Linked DNA regions of Mus musculus: regions 1 and 2 are each linked to region 3. Evidence: chromatin contacts called from public Micro-C and promoter capture Hi-C data. All regions are on one chromosome and are shown on one strand. Each heading gives the region's core, a stretch centred on a gene start, on an enhancer-like site or on the middle of the called end of the contact. The rest is flanking DNA. Distances are from core to core; before and after follow the strand shown.

What was found. A called contact is a pair of places that touch in the nucleus more often than the background predicts. Capture Hi-C pulls out chosen DNA fragments and counts their contacts.
Region 1: a Micro-C map of embryonic stem cells shows a contact between it and region 3, with 1.9 times the contacts expected there. The contact joins the enhancer-like site here to the promoter of Rab6b in region 3. A contact is called at or near these places in 5 of 39 promoter capture datasets (the 3T3-L1 cell line, 3T3-L1-derived adipocytes, embryonic stem cells and 2 more), 1 of 484 Hi-C or Micro-C datasets (embryonic stem cells), 1 of 115 datasets of contacts at active chromatin or transcription factors (embryonic stem cells) and 1 of 9 other capture datasets (embryonic stem cells).
Region 2: a contact with region 3 is called in a promoter capture Hi-C map of pancreatic islet. The contact joins the promoter of 1300017J02Rik here to the promoter of Rab6b in region 3. A contact is called at or near these places in 7 of 39 promoter capture datasets (the C10 cell line, cranial neural crest, embryonic stem cells and 4 more), 8 of 484 Hi-C or Micro-C datasets (cerebellar granule neurons, embryonic fibroblasts, embryonic stem cells and 2 more), 9 of 115 datasets of contacts at active chromatin or transcription factors (the 230-238 cell line, bone marrow-derived macrophages, embryonic basal ganglia and 6 more) and 3 of 9 other capture datasets (adipose tissue, liver and pancreatic islet).

The regions. Positions count from the first base shown.
Region 1 is chr9:102,959,114-102,964,048 of GRCm38.p6, reverse strand. No RefSeq gene overlaps it. Among named protein-coding and RNA genes, the nearest start is that of Gm31434, 41 kb to the left of the region's middle. Within about 2 kb of position 2,493, at least 28 of the 459 cell types and tissues checked have an H3K27ac peak or open chromatin away from gene starts, as enhancers often do. A contact at or near this core is called in embryonic stem cells and stem cell-derived epiblast-like cells, where this site is marked.
Region 2 is chr9:103,286,144-103,291,138 of GRCm38.p6, reverse strand. 1300017J02Rik (RIKEN cDNA 1300017J02 gene) reads left to right here and starts at 2,842. Exons shown (of 17, transcript NM_027918.2): 1 at 2,842-2,958. The coding sequence starts at 2,916.
Region 3 is chr9:103,109,359-103,114,070 of GRCm38.p6, reverse strand. It overlaps Rab6b (RAB6B, member RAS oncogene family), which reads right to left and starts at 1,997. Exons shown (of 8, transcript NM_173781.4): 1 at 1,845-1,997. The coding sequence starts at 1,914. Gm46128 (a long non-coding RNA gene) reads left to right here and starts at 804. Exons shown (of 2, transcript XR_001779270.2): 1 at 804-1,545.

The DNA.
Region 1 (4,935 bases), core at 1,244-3,743, 150 kb after region 3:
GTCCTCTTCCCCCTCCAATAAACCTTTTCCCTGTGGAACTGTGCTGGCCTGGTGTGATCTGTCCGGACAAGCCGCCATTCTAACACAAGTAGGACCTGGATAAATGTGACTCAATGGATAAGAACATCTGGTGTCCAAGTGTGAGAACCTGAGTTTAGAACCTGGAACCCAGAGGAAAACACCGGTGTGGACACCTATTAACCAGTAACCAGCTTGGTAGAGGACAGGCACAGGAAGATCTTACGGACACGGAGGCTCATTGACTCTCAGTGGAGTTCTGAGTTCAGTGAGAGAACTTATCTCAAGGGGGTGTGGCTGAGAGGAATAGCGCAGAACTATTGATGCTCTTCTCTTGCTCTTGGGGTACACACAGCTGCACAGCCACACGTGCCCGTAAGGAGGCAGCAGGGGGAGTTTAATCACTGGGGGGAACCTGATGACACTCAGGAGCCACAGTTAACTCTCTAGGCTGCTGCATTAGCTTGCACGTCTGGTTTTGAAGAGAAAGCCCTATTTCTTAGAGCACTAAGTATTCACAGATGAAAGCCCTCAAGTCTAGAGCTGGCCTTCCGGTAATCCAATGACCAGAGGCGAGGGAGAGAGCTGGAGATGAACAAGGCTGGGCAGATGGTTATTATTAAAGCTGCTCATGGCACACTGCAGACGGATTTCACCATTCATGTTAGACTTTTTACATGGTAGAAAGTGGTGGTTTTAGGCAAAATAATTATTCCTTCTCAGATTAAAAAAAAAAAAACCTTGAAGAAAAATTTTTAAATGGCAATAATGTGTTGAGCAGAATTAAAGCTCTCGTCTGTCTGAGAAGGGAAGTCCACTCTGCAAAGGCTGAGGCCACCTCTTTCCTTAAACCACACTTGGGAACACTTTGCCCTGCGTCTATACCTAAGCCGACGGCCTGTTTTAAATTTACTTTCTGGAAATTATTAGTATAAAGAGAGGGTAAAACTACCATTACTGTCAACCCAGCAGAAGACATCAGATGTTTTAAATGTCAATGAGCTGCACGCCAGAACCCTTCTGATGGAGGGGGTGTCAGGGACAGCCTCCTCATCCTTGCGCCCGCCTCTGGTCCTCCCTTCTTGACCTCCATAGCACCCTCCCCGTAGCCATAAGCATGTGACGCGGTGCAGAATGGGGACGGTGTCTGTTGATGCTCTAAAACTGCTCATGAAGAACAGTCCCAGGCTTCCTGCACCAAAGGGCTGGGGCTCTTCTCATTGGTCCCAGTCTTCCTGCACCAAAGGGCTGGGGCTCTTCTCATTGGTCCCAGTCTTCCTGCACCAAAGGGCTGGGGCTCTTCTCATTGGTCCCAGTCTTCCTGCACCAAAGGGCTGGGGCTCTTCTCATTGGTCCCAGTCTTCCTGCACCAAAGGGCTGGGGCTCTTCTCATTGGTCCTCCCTTCCCGCCTCGAATTCCTTCCTTGGGATCTCCAGGTTATAAGCTTTTGGCACACCTATCTGGGAAGGCAAGGGGACAGATCCTGTAAACTTCCGACCTGATGAGGAGGGTAGCTGGGTTGGAATTTACCACCAGGCTCTTGCAATCCTTGGCTGGCTATGGCTGTGGCTGGGAGAGTGAGGAGCTACACGTGGAACGGAGGGGGCAGAGAGGAAAGTCGCCCATCACAGGAGGCCTGGCCCGTGTGACCTCCAAATTATCTTGGCCTTTGCAAGGTGACAGGAGGAGTCTAGAAGCTGACATGTGTATGGTCAGCCGGCACTCAGACATGGTGTGCGCCAGGGGCAGCTCGGAGAGGGACTCAGCCCCTCCCAGCTCACTCATTTAGAGAACAAGGGTGAGATGACACACCCCTGCAGTCTTAGCTACTCCAAAGGCTGAGTCTAGAGAATCATTTGAGCTCAGGAGTTCAACACAGGCCTGGGCTAGGGCCTCTCCCATTTCAAAACAAAAAAATTATCAGACCCTGAAAACCCTGGCTGAGTATCTGAGACACAGACCTACAAGCCATACTTGAAGGACCTCTAACTGAGCACAATCTTAATGAAGCCCCATCTACCGCTCAGGCCTGAGAGAGGGTTCTTGGACTCTAGGCTCTAGAAGGCTGACCCTAGGAGCCCCATGGCTTACAGGAAGTCCCTGTCAGAGTTTCAAAGTTTCTAGCTCTTCCTGGTAACAGGGTTGTAAATTCTTCCTCAGGATCCACACTCATACCCAGGAAATTGGGCAGGCTGCACAAGCAAGTTGTTAGAGCCAGAGGAGACTCCAACTCCCCGAACTCCCAAAAGGCGGTCCAAATAGCCAGAAATGGGCTCAGCCTGGACCACAGGAGAATTTCCCGTGACTAGATAAAAGCCAGTATTTCTCAGGGACCGGTGAACCTAGTTTCCCTCTACCAAAAGGAGCCATTTCCCTTACCAGTGGCAGAAGGGACCAACGGCTACCTGTGGTGCCTATTAGCATACCAAAGCACAAGCTGGCCTCCAGGTCTGCTCCTTGTTGCTAGTATCTGTCACCCCTTTCAAAGGTAACGCTGGCTTCCCGGTCTTTTCACTTCCTCCAGCTCCTGGGCTTCCCTTCCCCCACAGCTACTCATTCTCAACTTAACCTGGCAGTTTGTCCCCCCACCCCCACCCCCACTATGTTCTCTCCCTCCTACCCCTACCCTCTCTCCCTCCCTCCTCCCCCCTCTTCCTCTCTCCCTTCTCTGTCCCTCCCCCCTCCTCTTTCTCCTCTCCCTCCCTCTCCTCTCTGTGCTGTCCCCTACTCCTTTCATCATGTCTTCTCTATTCTCTCTCCCCTGCTATTTTCTGCTCTGGACTCTTACAGATGACTATAGCTATTCTACTCTCCCACTCCTTCTCTCTGTTGTGTCTTTTAAAACTAAAGAGAGACGGAATGTGTTTGGTGGAGGTGAGGTAAGGTGTGGGGGAAGGGGTGCCTCTGTGGGCCCCTGCTGAGGCATCCCTTCCCCCTGAGGGACCAGCCACACACATGACAGTATAGTATAGAATAGAGTTTATTCAGGGCATAGGGAGGGGAGTTGAGAGAAGAGGCCAGTCATGAGCATGTGGAGAGAGAGGGGGGAGAAATGGGGAGAGAGGGGGAGGAAGGTTAGGGGACAAGGGCAGAAGAGCAAGAGAGAGAGGTGAGGGAGAGCAGCCTCTTTTATAGTGAGTCAGGCACACCTGGCTGTTGCCAGGTAACTGTGGGGAGTAGCCTAGACTAAATACTCTCTCTCTCTCTCTCTCTCTCTCTCTCTCTCTCTCTCTCTTCTCTCTCTCTCTCTCTCTCTCTTCTGCAATAAAAGCCTACCTGGAGTGGTCATGCTGTCAGTTTATACAGAGGTCCATCCGGGTAAGAAGAAAGGAAATGAGCCTTCTGGGTGCCTACCTGTGACCTTCCAGTCTGCCACTAGAGAGGAGAAGCCCTCCAATAAGAACCCCATCCCCAGATGAAGGTCTCTGCGTGTAAGGGGTGGCAGAGCACCGCCTCCAGAGGCCTAGTGTCCCCTTTCCCTGACTCTCAACTGATCCCTTGCTACTGTGGCAGCCCAGTCACGATGGACAGGGTGCCAGGGACACCAAGTCCCTAGGAAAATCTCCTGTGGGTCCACCCACCCTGGGTGTATCTCGCCCAGAGGCACTCAGATCCCAAAGAGGAGTCCCAGTGTTTCTCTGACCTTCTAGACTCACAGACTCTTTATGGTGGAGTGGGGATATAGCCTCGGGTTTGGATCCATAAACCTGGAAGTCAAAAAAGCAAGAGCACTTCTATCCAAATGGCACACTGTGTCACCTGCAAATGCACACACTGTGTCTCCTGCTGGCCTCCCCATCAACTCTGCATCCTGCACATAGCAGTCAGGCCACTCCGATGCCTGTCATTTCTAAGTGTGTTACCTGTTATCTCTTAGTTCCTGGACCCAACTGCAGTATCAGGCCTGCCTGGGAAGCTGGGATGGCAGAGGTTGAATCAATAGGAGCCAGAAAGGCTTGCCTTGGGAGCCTTCCTGGAAGTGCCCCACTCTATTGGCCCTTGGCTCCATAGCTACAAAATTAGCTACCTTTGGCCAACCTCTGGGAGCTATAGAGTCAGATTTCTAAGGAAAGTGGTCCAAAGTACCAAAATTCCTCAGCTTCCAGGGATGAGAAAATCTCTCAGAGCAAAGCTCTCAGAGGTGCCTCAGTGCCCTGGATGACCTAGTCATCGAGAGCAGATATCAGTGGTCCACTCTGTCCTTATGCTGAGTTCTGAGCCCTTACAATGAGCAAGCTTACTCAGGAGGACAGGATGGGGACAGCAGAGACTGCACCGCGTAGCAAGGGACCCTCAACCTGGGTGGCTTGCCACACACAGTCAGTGGTGCAAGGAAGACTTTTTAGCCTGTCAAGATTTCTGGCCCGCTCTAGGTGTCTGGGGTGTGGCCCAGGCACTGATGAGTTATAAAAATTTTCTGGCTATTGCAGCACGTAGCCAGGATGGAGGATCTCCTCTGGGCTCTGGTTGTTCCCCAACTCCTCCTGATGGGCAATGTGAAAAAGTGACATGAAGGAGCTAGGGCATGACACTGCAGTGACCTTATGACCTTAAATTTTGTCACCGTGGGCCATACATTACCATGTCCTGCTAAAAGGCTCTTCTCCAGGTAAGGTGTAGCCCAGCAAGCGGCAGAATTCCTCAGTCTGGAAAAGAGTCCCAGGTTGGGGCTGTTTGCTCTGGGAGAGCTGCTGAGCCTCTGCCTCCTGGCTCCCACCAACGGCATCGCAGAAAGGGATAGAGAAAAGCAGGTGGGGGTGCAGGAATATGAGGTGGGCTTTCAGGTCAGTCTGATCCCAGATCAGATAACTTTGTCTATCTGAGCCTACTTTTTTTTTTTTTTTTCTGCAGCCTGGGGTTAGTGGCTCTGACTGCCTTGCAGTTTAAAGCGAGCATGTAAGAAATTGTCTTTCTCT
Region 2 (4,995 bases), core at 1,593-4,092, 180 kb before region 3:
GATAAGGGTCACTGGTGAGCCTTCCAATTCTGGATTGTAGATCATCCAAATATAGTCAAGTTGACAACCAGGAATAGCCACTACACTTGTATATATACATATATACACAGACACACAGACACACAGACAGACAGACAGACACACACACACACACACACACACACACACACACACACGAGTGCAGGTGTCTGTGGAGGCAAGAAGAGGGCATCAGATCCTCCTGGAGTTGGCAGCTGTGAGCTACCATATACGGGTTCTGGAAATCAAACTCTGGTTCTTGGAACATGCTGAGACCTCTCTCCAGCCCCCAGATTTATTTTTCTCAAGAGAATAGATACAGAAAGGAACACTAAAGAAAATATTACCAACCCAACAGTACATGGGTAATCTTACATATAATGACCAAATGGGGTTTATTGCAGAAATCTAACAGTGGCAATACTTAAAAGTCAGTTAGCAGGGAGCTGCAGAGACCACTCCGTGACTAAGAGCACTTGTTGCTCTTACAAAGGGCCAGAGTTCTGTTCTTAGTACCCACATGGTGACTTACAACCAGTAGCAACCCCAGTTCCAGGGGATTCGACACCCTGTTCTCACTGTCACAAGCAGAAGGCACACATGTAAGCAAAGCACTGCTAATCCATAAAGGGAAATAAATCTAGAATCCAGTTAGCAGGTTAGAGATGCCGTTCAGGGGTGAAATGCTTACCCAGCGAATGTGAGACCCGGGGTTCAAACTCCATTACAAAGCAAGCAAACAAAGCGAACTAGAAGTCAGATGTGGTTATACACCCCCATATGTCCAGGCCTCAGGAAGCTGGGGCAGGAGGATCACAAATTTGAGGCCAGCCTAGTTTATAGCAAGACCCTACCTGTCTCAAAAAGCAACAAAACAAAACATTTAAAAAACAAAAACAAAAACAAGCAAATAACAACAAAAGAAGAAAACTCATGCTCTGCTGCATAGTTCCCCACAGACAAGGCAGGAAAATCATATCATTATTTTGATAAATACAAAAAAATCCAATCCCAGTCATGTTTTTAAGATGTAAGCAACTCATGTAGAAAGAGAGAACCTTAGTATTGCCAATAACACCTAAAACCAGAAGACAGTACACATTTCTTTCTGTAATAACCCTTTTCAGAGCTTCTTGACTGGGTCCTAAGAGTTTCCAGGATCTATGAAACCAGGCCTCCACCTACTTCTGGACCAAACAGTTGTTCTCCTAGAAAAGTCTGCTGCAGAGATGCCTGTCTATTTGCACTCAAAGGCATGCACTAGACTATTCCCAAACTAACTGTTTATAGTAAGCCAAACCTGGGATAAGGAGGGATGCTAAAAATCAGAAAGAAAGGGAAGAAAAACTGGCATTATTCAACAAAAGATGTAAGAACACAAACAGAACACTGGAAAGAAACAGATTTAACAAAATAACTCAAGAAAGACACTGTGCTCAAGTTCAATGTGCAAAAATTGTGCCGTTTTCCTGATTGTGTCTTCTATTTCTTTCTTTAAGTTTTGTTTTTGCTTTTTGTATATACAAAGGAGTGTGAGCCCCCACAGAAGCCAGATGACCTGTAGCTGGAGTCCAGGGGTGTCAGGTCCCCCTGTCGCTGGAGTTACAGGTAGTTAGTTGTGAGCCGTCCAACATGGGTGCCAGAATTGAACTCTGGTCCTCTGGAAGAGCAGCACTTGCTCTTAACCGCTGAGCCATCTCTCCAGCCCTACATGCTTGGTTTTCGAGACAAGGTCTCTAGCCTAGGGAAGTCTCCAATAGGGCACGTAGTTGAAACCTCGAACTCCTAATCCCACTGTCCCCACTTCCCAAATGCTGGGGTTTCAGGCCTGTACTTCCATACCAGGCCCTGCTTTTTTTTATTTAGTTTTAGATCCTAGTAATGTATATAAAATGAAATGAAATTTCTGTTCCTAGCGGCACTGTCTGTAAGGATGGAATCGGTACTACAATTGTCAATCAGGGTGAGAGATGAAATATTCTTCATTCACATGATATGAAACAATAGGCCACACTGATAGCTGGTGGGCAACCACACACCTCTGCATAGATAAATCATACCAATTTAAACTTGGGTGAGAGAAGCCAGGCTCTGCGCTGTAAGTTTTCATCTCTGTGGAGTCCTGAAGTTAGCAGACTTCCGTTTCTGTTCCATGTAGGGGCCACCTATGTGGGAGAAGCTCTGCAGGGATTCGGCCTCCTGGATGTGGACTGGCTCTACCGGAGTCCTCTTAGTGATAATTATTACACTGTGCTAGCAGGGTTTGTTGTACACCTACTACTATATTTTAATTAGAAGTTCTTCGAGTTTTATTTAAAATTACCAGACTTTTTCTAGGCAGAGGTCGCACAGCCTTTCGGACAGGGCTGCAGCCGGGTGAGCGAGAAACTCTGCATGTCAGATCTGTGCCTGAGCCAGGCCTTACACAGCTGGGACAAGCAACACTGGTGCGTGTGGTGTGGAGTGGGGGTGGGGGTGGGGGTGGGGAGATAGAGGAGAAACTATGGGCTGTGTCACAGAAGAGATAGCTCCACTGGGGTCGCAGGACAGCGGGAGGACCTCAGCTTAGTCAACTTAGAGTCCTTAGTGAGAAGTGAGAATTTCCAAAAGAAAATTGTGTTAAGGTCTTATGCATGTGCGCGCCGGCTTTCCCGGAGAAGCACCGTTTCCACCCAGGGACCGAACCGGGGACAGAGAGAGAAAAAATAGTGTCCCTAGCCGCCTGAGTATCTGCTTGGCCAGATAAGGAAGGCATGGAGGGTGTGGCAGTGGCGACCAGCCCGGACTGGGGCTGAAGAACCTTTCCCAGTAGGCAGATTCATCAGTCAACACTGCCTTCTGGGTAAAGTGCACCTAGGCTGGGGGAGAGCAAGCAGAACGCAGTTCCACAGTTGAAAATGAGGCTGCTCATCTGCGCCCTTCTATGCTTGGGGACCCTAGGTGAGTGTGCTGAGAGCCAGGCAGGGGGCCGGCCCTCTGGGGAGGGGACCAGGTGTCATTTGCTGACCATACACTTCAGGGATCAAATGTGGTTGGATAGACTATGAGCCTAGAGAAGAGTAATCACTTTGGACTGGAATTCACCTGCCACGCAGTCCCCCGGCTGTCCTTTGCCCTCACTGAGGCGGTCATAGTGGATTGTCGCTGACTCTTTTGCTTGCTTTTGGGACCCTTTTCCTGCCACATCCTCCTTAATACCAGGGAGGTGCCTAGTCTTTTTGTAACTTGTTATGTCGCGTTTGGTTGATATCCCTGGGAGGCCTGCCCTTTTCTGAAGGAAAATGGAGACGTAGTTGGTGACAGGGGATGTGAAGAGGGACTCAGAGGAAGGAGGGGAAATTGCAGCAATATATGAGAGATAGGAGAGGAAAATAAAAAAAACAAAACAAAACAAATAAACAAACAAAAAAACCCCACAACTTGTTTCACTGCTTTGGTAGGTAAAGGGGCTGATGTTGTGATTGACGACATATGACCTCCAGGACCAAATGGTAGAAGAGGAAATCCACTCTTGAAATCTGTCCTCTGTAGTAATAATAAGTATAGCACATAAAATAAAAATTTAAAAAAACCAAAAAAAAAAAAAAAAAAGAAAAGAAATCTGTCCTCTGACCCCCATGTGGCTTCCACACAATGTTAACTTTTTTTTAAAAAAAGTTATGTTTACCCAACAAACACACAGTTGCTGGAGAAATGAGCTAACACAGCCAGAGGCAGGCAGAGTTCTACGCTCACAAATACAAGAAGCCCTTTCGTGGGTAGGGAGAACAGGCTCCAGGGAAGAACTCATGCACTGTGAAGAGCTCTTCCTGTCTCAACCACGGTTGGATCCTCCTCCCTTTAGCTTTGTCTGATCTGAGACCGTGGTAAATAATACCTAGGGTGGCCAGAGCCCGGCAATGGTGCACAGTATATGTCTGCCTCTTCTGCCCAGCAGTGCCATCTGTAGCCACCCAGAGGGTCATTCGCTCTCAGAATGCAGCTGCCTGATCTCTTTCAGAATTCCCCTGAACTGAGCCAGTGTTCTGCTAAATAGCGTTCCGCCACCATTGCCAGCAATGTCAGACACAGACCAGAAGTTCATTTTCCCAACAGGCTTCATGTTTACATGTCAGAGACTAAAGGCCCCTCCGGGCTTCGTTTCTTCACGACCTTTCTCCGGGCTACCAGACCAGGCCGGAGTCTGGAACCTTCATTCCTCAAAACTCAGTGTTCCAGTCCAATAAGAATACTTGTGGTGTCAAATGACAAAAAACAAAACAAAACCCCAAACCACCACTACCAACAACAACAAAAAACCCCAGCCAAAGCAGCTTAAATAGGAAACACGTAACTGAGGGTTACATATCCTAAAAACTTGCAAAAGTCAAGAGCCAAGCCAACGGTTTCTTCTGGGGTCCAGGAACTTTCTCCATTCAGTGAGTGACTGGAGGCCACCAGCAGCCTTTCTCTTCCTCCTGAAAAGGTCAGAGCGTGCTCAGACCTCTTCCTGTGTCTGTCAGGAGGCTAGTGGGGGCATGCTATTGATGACCTTGTTGATGTTATCAGACTCCACCCACCCTTAGCTTGTCTGTACACGTCCTCTTTTTAAAATATTTCTATTTGCCAAGCCAGGACAGTGGTGACAGAGCTGTGATGCTCAGGCAGGGAATGAATTCACCAAAGACAGAAGGAAGCAGTAGTAGAGAATTAGCTACACTGTGGCACAACCAGTAGGCAGTAGAAACAGTTTAAACAGAAACTTTGTAAGAACTGGGGAGGGGTGCATGTGTGCTTGCTTGAGTGTGTGTGTGTGTGTGTGTGTGTGTGTGTGTGTGTGTGTGTGTGTGTGTGTATGTGTCTGTGTGTGTGTATGTGTGTGTTTCTATGTAGGCAGTCCTCCATGTGTACTTGCTTGAGTGTGTGTGTGTGTGTGTCTGTGTGTCTGTGTATTGTGTGTGTTTCTATGTAGGCAGTCCTCCATGTGTACTTGCTTGA
Region 3 (4,712 bases), core at 748-3,247:
GTGTGTGTGTTCCACCCATCAGCAGTTGCTAAGGGAGCCCAGAGTTTCATTCAAACTCACCACATATGATTCTTTATGGAACTGTGTTCAGATTTAGAATTAACAAATATTCTTTGAACTCCAGCATAGTCCAGGCACTGGGGGAAACATGAGGCATAAGGGCTGCTTCCAGCTACCCACTACTCAGAGACAGAAACTGAGTGTCCAGGAGGCCTGGAATCAGGCAAATGACAACACAGTTGAGAGCCCCCCCCACCCCCCAAGGCTGCTGTGCACCTGCAGGCTCCCTCCTAGGGCTGAGGTGCTCCCAAAATCCTTTCCACACAGCAAGGAACGGAGGTGTCCTTTGTGACACTTGGGATCTACAAAGCACAGGGAATCAGATCCAGCTGGCTACCTAGCTGAGCTGGGTACGATGTGAAATGTCCCAAACCCAGCTCTCCGGGACAGGCAACCCCGACTTCCACCCGGCTCCCAACCCTCCAGCTCAGGTACTGAGCATCAGCAGACAGGAGGTGGCCATGTGACCTCCACAGCCCACACGCACACGTCATAGCTGCACGGTGCCTGGGCCCACCAGGTCCTCCCACGGCCTTCCTCCTCTTGGCCTCCAAACCAGCTAACAGAACTGGTTTACAGAGCTAGAGCTGGGAATCCCGCCCCCCCCCCCCCCGGGATCCCCCTCTCTTCCAGCAGAAATGCTCAGAAGCCCAGCTTATGTCTGTAACCCCCTGGTTATGTGACTCCTGGACCGAGGCTCTCAAGGAGGTACTCCTTCCCACAGGTATCAGAGGGGTCGCTGCTCTTCTGTCTGAGCTTCCCACCTTGGACCAACCTGGGTGTCAGATACTTGGGAGGGGAGACTCCTGGGCAGCAAAGAAACCCTTACTCTCCCCCTCCTTAGGCTCTGGCTGGCTGCCACGGTGACCTCCCCTCCCCCAAGAAGGGCGGTGAGCTGGGAGATGGGGGGTGGGAGAATCCACCGGCTCCACTGATGCTCTCTAGAGGGGGCAGGGAAGCCAGGCAGGGCGTGTCGCCTAGGCCTTTCTCTGCCCAGTGCCAAGCTCACAGATATGAGACGCCTCTGTACCATCCCCCAAGTCACCTGCTATGGGAAGAATCTTCACTCTCACGATCCACACCCCTAAGCCCCAAAGAGGCTAACACATTAGTGAAGGACAGTGAGTCTAGAACCTTCTGCCCAGTCGGATGTAAGCCAGAGAAGCTAAGTGCCCAGTTACCCTACCACTTGCACCCACTCTTTTCGAAAAGGGACAGGTGTCGTGTTCCCCATTTCCCAGCAGCAATCTGCTCCAGAGCTGGACGCGTCCTTTCCCTAGATTCCAGGCAGGGTCCGCAGGGAGCCCCTCGGGCGCAACCTTGGGGTGGGGGCAACCAGCTCCCAGCCCCACCTCGTTCTCCCAAGAGAGGCTCCTGTCCCTTCGCCCACACCCTCGCCGGCACCCAGACACCTGCACAGTGCTCCGCAGCCTGTGCCGCAGTGCGAGCTAGTCAGCGAGCCCGCGAGCCCGGCGCCTAGAGCGGGTGAGCCAGCCGCCGCCCTCGGTCCTCCCGGACGCACCTGCACCGGGTACCCGTACCCAGATCTCACACTCACCCTCATCCCTTGACCCCCAGAACCACCTTCTTCCTTTCCCCCTTGGTCCTCCCCAGCCCGGCCCCACCCGAGCCAGCCCCATCTCCCCATCTGCATCCCTCTCCTCTACCGGGGCGTGGAAGGGCCTTGGCGAGCCAGGGCTGGGAGGGTCCCTAGTGGGGTGGCTGAATGGGCGGCGTGGGGAAAAGACTCGGCTCCGAGCCGAGAGAATAAGCCGAGTACTCACCGCTCTGCTCCCCTAGGAAAACCAACTTGAATTTTCGCAGCGGGTTCCCAAAATCTCCCCCTGCGGACATGGTGCTGGCAGCTGGGGCCGGGCGAGGAGGAGGAGGAGGAGGAGGAAGCGGTGAAGGAGCAGGGAGGGGAGAGGAGGAGGGCGAGGGGAGGCGGCGAGCGGTGCGGGAGCCGGAGGGGGAAGGGCTGGCTGCGCGCGCCCCTGACTCCCCAGCTGCGGCCGGGCCCCGGCCTGCGGCTGCGTGTCCGACGGCGGCGACGGCGGAAAGGGAGGAGGCGGGGTGCGCGGCGCAGCCCTGGGTGGCGTTGGCTGCACGGGCGACGGGCGCGCTGTGGACGCCCGAAGCTCGGCGCGGGCAGCGAGGCACGGGCGGAGCGGGGCGCAGGGACCGAGCTGGGCGGAGGAGCGCTCTCCGAGCAGCGCCACGCGCCCCCTCCCGCCCGCCTGCTCCGCCCGCGCCTGCGCTCTGCGCGCTCCCAAGCCTCTGATGTCATGCGGAGCCCGTGGGTTTGCGGGGCTTGGGGGGCGTGCGCCATCCAGCCCCCACCCGGGCAGCCGGCTCCGGAGAGCCACCTCCTCTTGAGCCTAAGAGAGGTGCCCTCTTTGGAGCGTCTTGCTCTGCCCTGCTGCTTCTGTCTCACCCACCCACCTAGGGGGAAAAAAAAAAGACAGGACTTGGTCAAGAGGACATTTGTTTCTGGTCTTTGACACCTAAATGCGGTTCCCTTCTTCCGTCTCAGACCCAGATAGATGGTCAGACAGGGCGGGAACATAGGAAAGGGTCAGTGTGTGGTGTGGTGGTGAGTAGGAAGATGTGCGGATACCTGGCTCAGACCTGGGGTATGGCTCCTCGGTGGCCCCTGCTGGCCTCTAGCTTACCTCCTATCTAGCTAGGCTCAGACTCTTCATGCGGAGGGGATCTGTGGTTGTCCCCAGAGGAGCTGGCCAGTGAGAGAGAAGACACCCTTACAGGATATGCCTACTAGGGTTTGAAACCTAACCTGCCTGGTAGAAGACAGCTCCACTAACCCAAAGACAATGCCCTGCCTCTTTTGATCCTGAGACCGTCAGCCCAACCACACTCCTGCGCCCTGCTAGTTAGGTTTATTCGGGTAATGAGCTACAAGAGTATAAGAGAGCGACCTCTAAGTTTGCAGGGCACACACAGTAGCGTGAGAGCAAGGAGTAGACGCCAGACTAAGGTTAAACGCAGTCCCCAAGCAGTACACTCTAAGGCATCGGGTTAATTGAGGCTTTACAAAGCCCCTCCCCTCTTCCTCTCCAGCCACTTGCTGGTCTTGACCTTCTCTGGCCATTCAGGGAATGTTTGTTTGGGACTGTTTGGAATGTGTAGTGTATGTTACACAAAGCAAGCCAGGAGTGAAATGCACACACACACACACACACACACACACACCCGTGCCTACGGATTTCCCAGGGGACACTTATGAATTTACCCCGAATGTACCCACTAGAGTCTCCCACCGCACATTGAGCCCTCACAGGAAACTCCATGGAAGCAGCTGAGGTTCCACTTCACCTAGAGTTTAGGAAACAGTTGCTGAATGCTCGAATTAACCTCTAAAACTACTCTCAAATCAGAGTAACTGTTCTATTCTTGTGGTCTTCTTCGGTTTGAAGTCCCTGGAGTCGGAGGTCATCCCTCTGAGCATATAAGCATGCCAGATTGGGCACCAGACTAAGATAACTCAGACTCCACCCTACTTTTGCCCCGAGTGTGTTGCTGTCTCGGGATCCAGCATGGGCTGAGGAAAGTTTTGGCAGGTGTGTCCGACCCACTGTCCACAGGCCATATGCCTTGCAGGATAGCTTTGAATTCAGCACAACACAATATTGTAATCTTATGTAGAACATTATGAGATACTGGATGGGTTTCTACATTTTTTGGGGCAAGTTTTTGTTTATTGTTGTTGATCCCATTGCCTGGTTTTACATTGTGAAGTTTGTAGATTGCAATGTTGTGTCTCCGTAGCTAGAAGTTGGACACTCCAGCAGTGAAAGAACTACTCCTAAGCCACACCCCTCCCTGCCTGTGGAGGTCAAGGCATTCAGGGGGTTGGGGGGTGTCACACCTTCCACCCAGCATTTCCTCATCTGTACTGGTTCAGTCGGCTGGGTTGGCTCCTGCAGTCTGGGCAGAGCTACACAGCATGGTCTTCATGCTGTATGTGAATCCTAACCTTAGAATGCTTCTGCTCTCTTCCAAGTCTCTCCCTTACCCTTGCCATTCCTTTGTCTCTTAGGGGAAGGGATCATCTTTATTCTGTCCTGGGATATCAGGCATTTCCCATGTGATAGATAAAAAGAGCCACTATAAGCCTCTTTTTGGTAGTCTCACTAGAAAGAGTTTCTTCTGCATGGCATCTTTCTGCCCTTCCTGATGAGTGTGTTCTCTGGATGAGGAACATGGAAAGACATCATATCGCAGTGAACACACACCTGTCTTCTAATTCTTCTTTTATCCCCTCCCCCTTTTCCTCCTTCCCCAAGGCAGAAAACCCAAACTCTCAACACTTTCATTTCTCTTGAGTCTTTTGAATTCATATTTCAAACCCTGTCTTCTGACTTGCTCTTCCCTTCTCGCTGTACTCCCAAGATTCCTGTTGATGCATAGAGCAGAGCCTTTGGTTCCCGTGTCTGCTTAGCATTCCATCGTCTGCCCCAATTTTGAAACCATTTTCAGTAAAAATGTGTCCAGTTTTTAAAGCCTGAAATAGTTTTAGACTACATAGAGGTTTCAAAAAATAGTACAGGAAGTTTCTGTGTCTCTTCATCCAACAGCCCCCACGATAACATCTTACATAACCACGGTACCTTAGCAGAGCCAGGAAATTAACC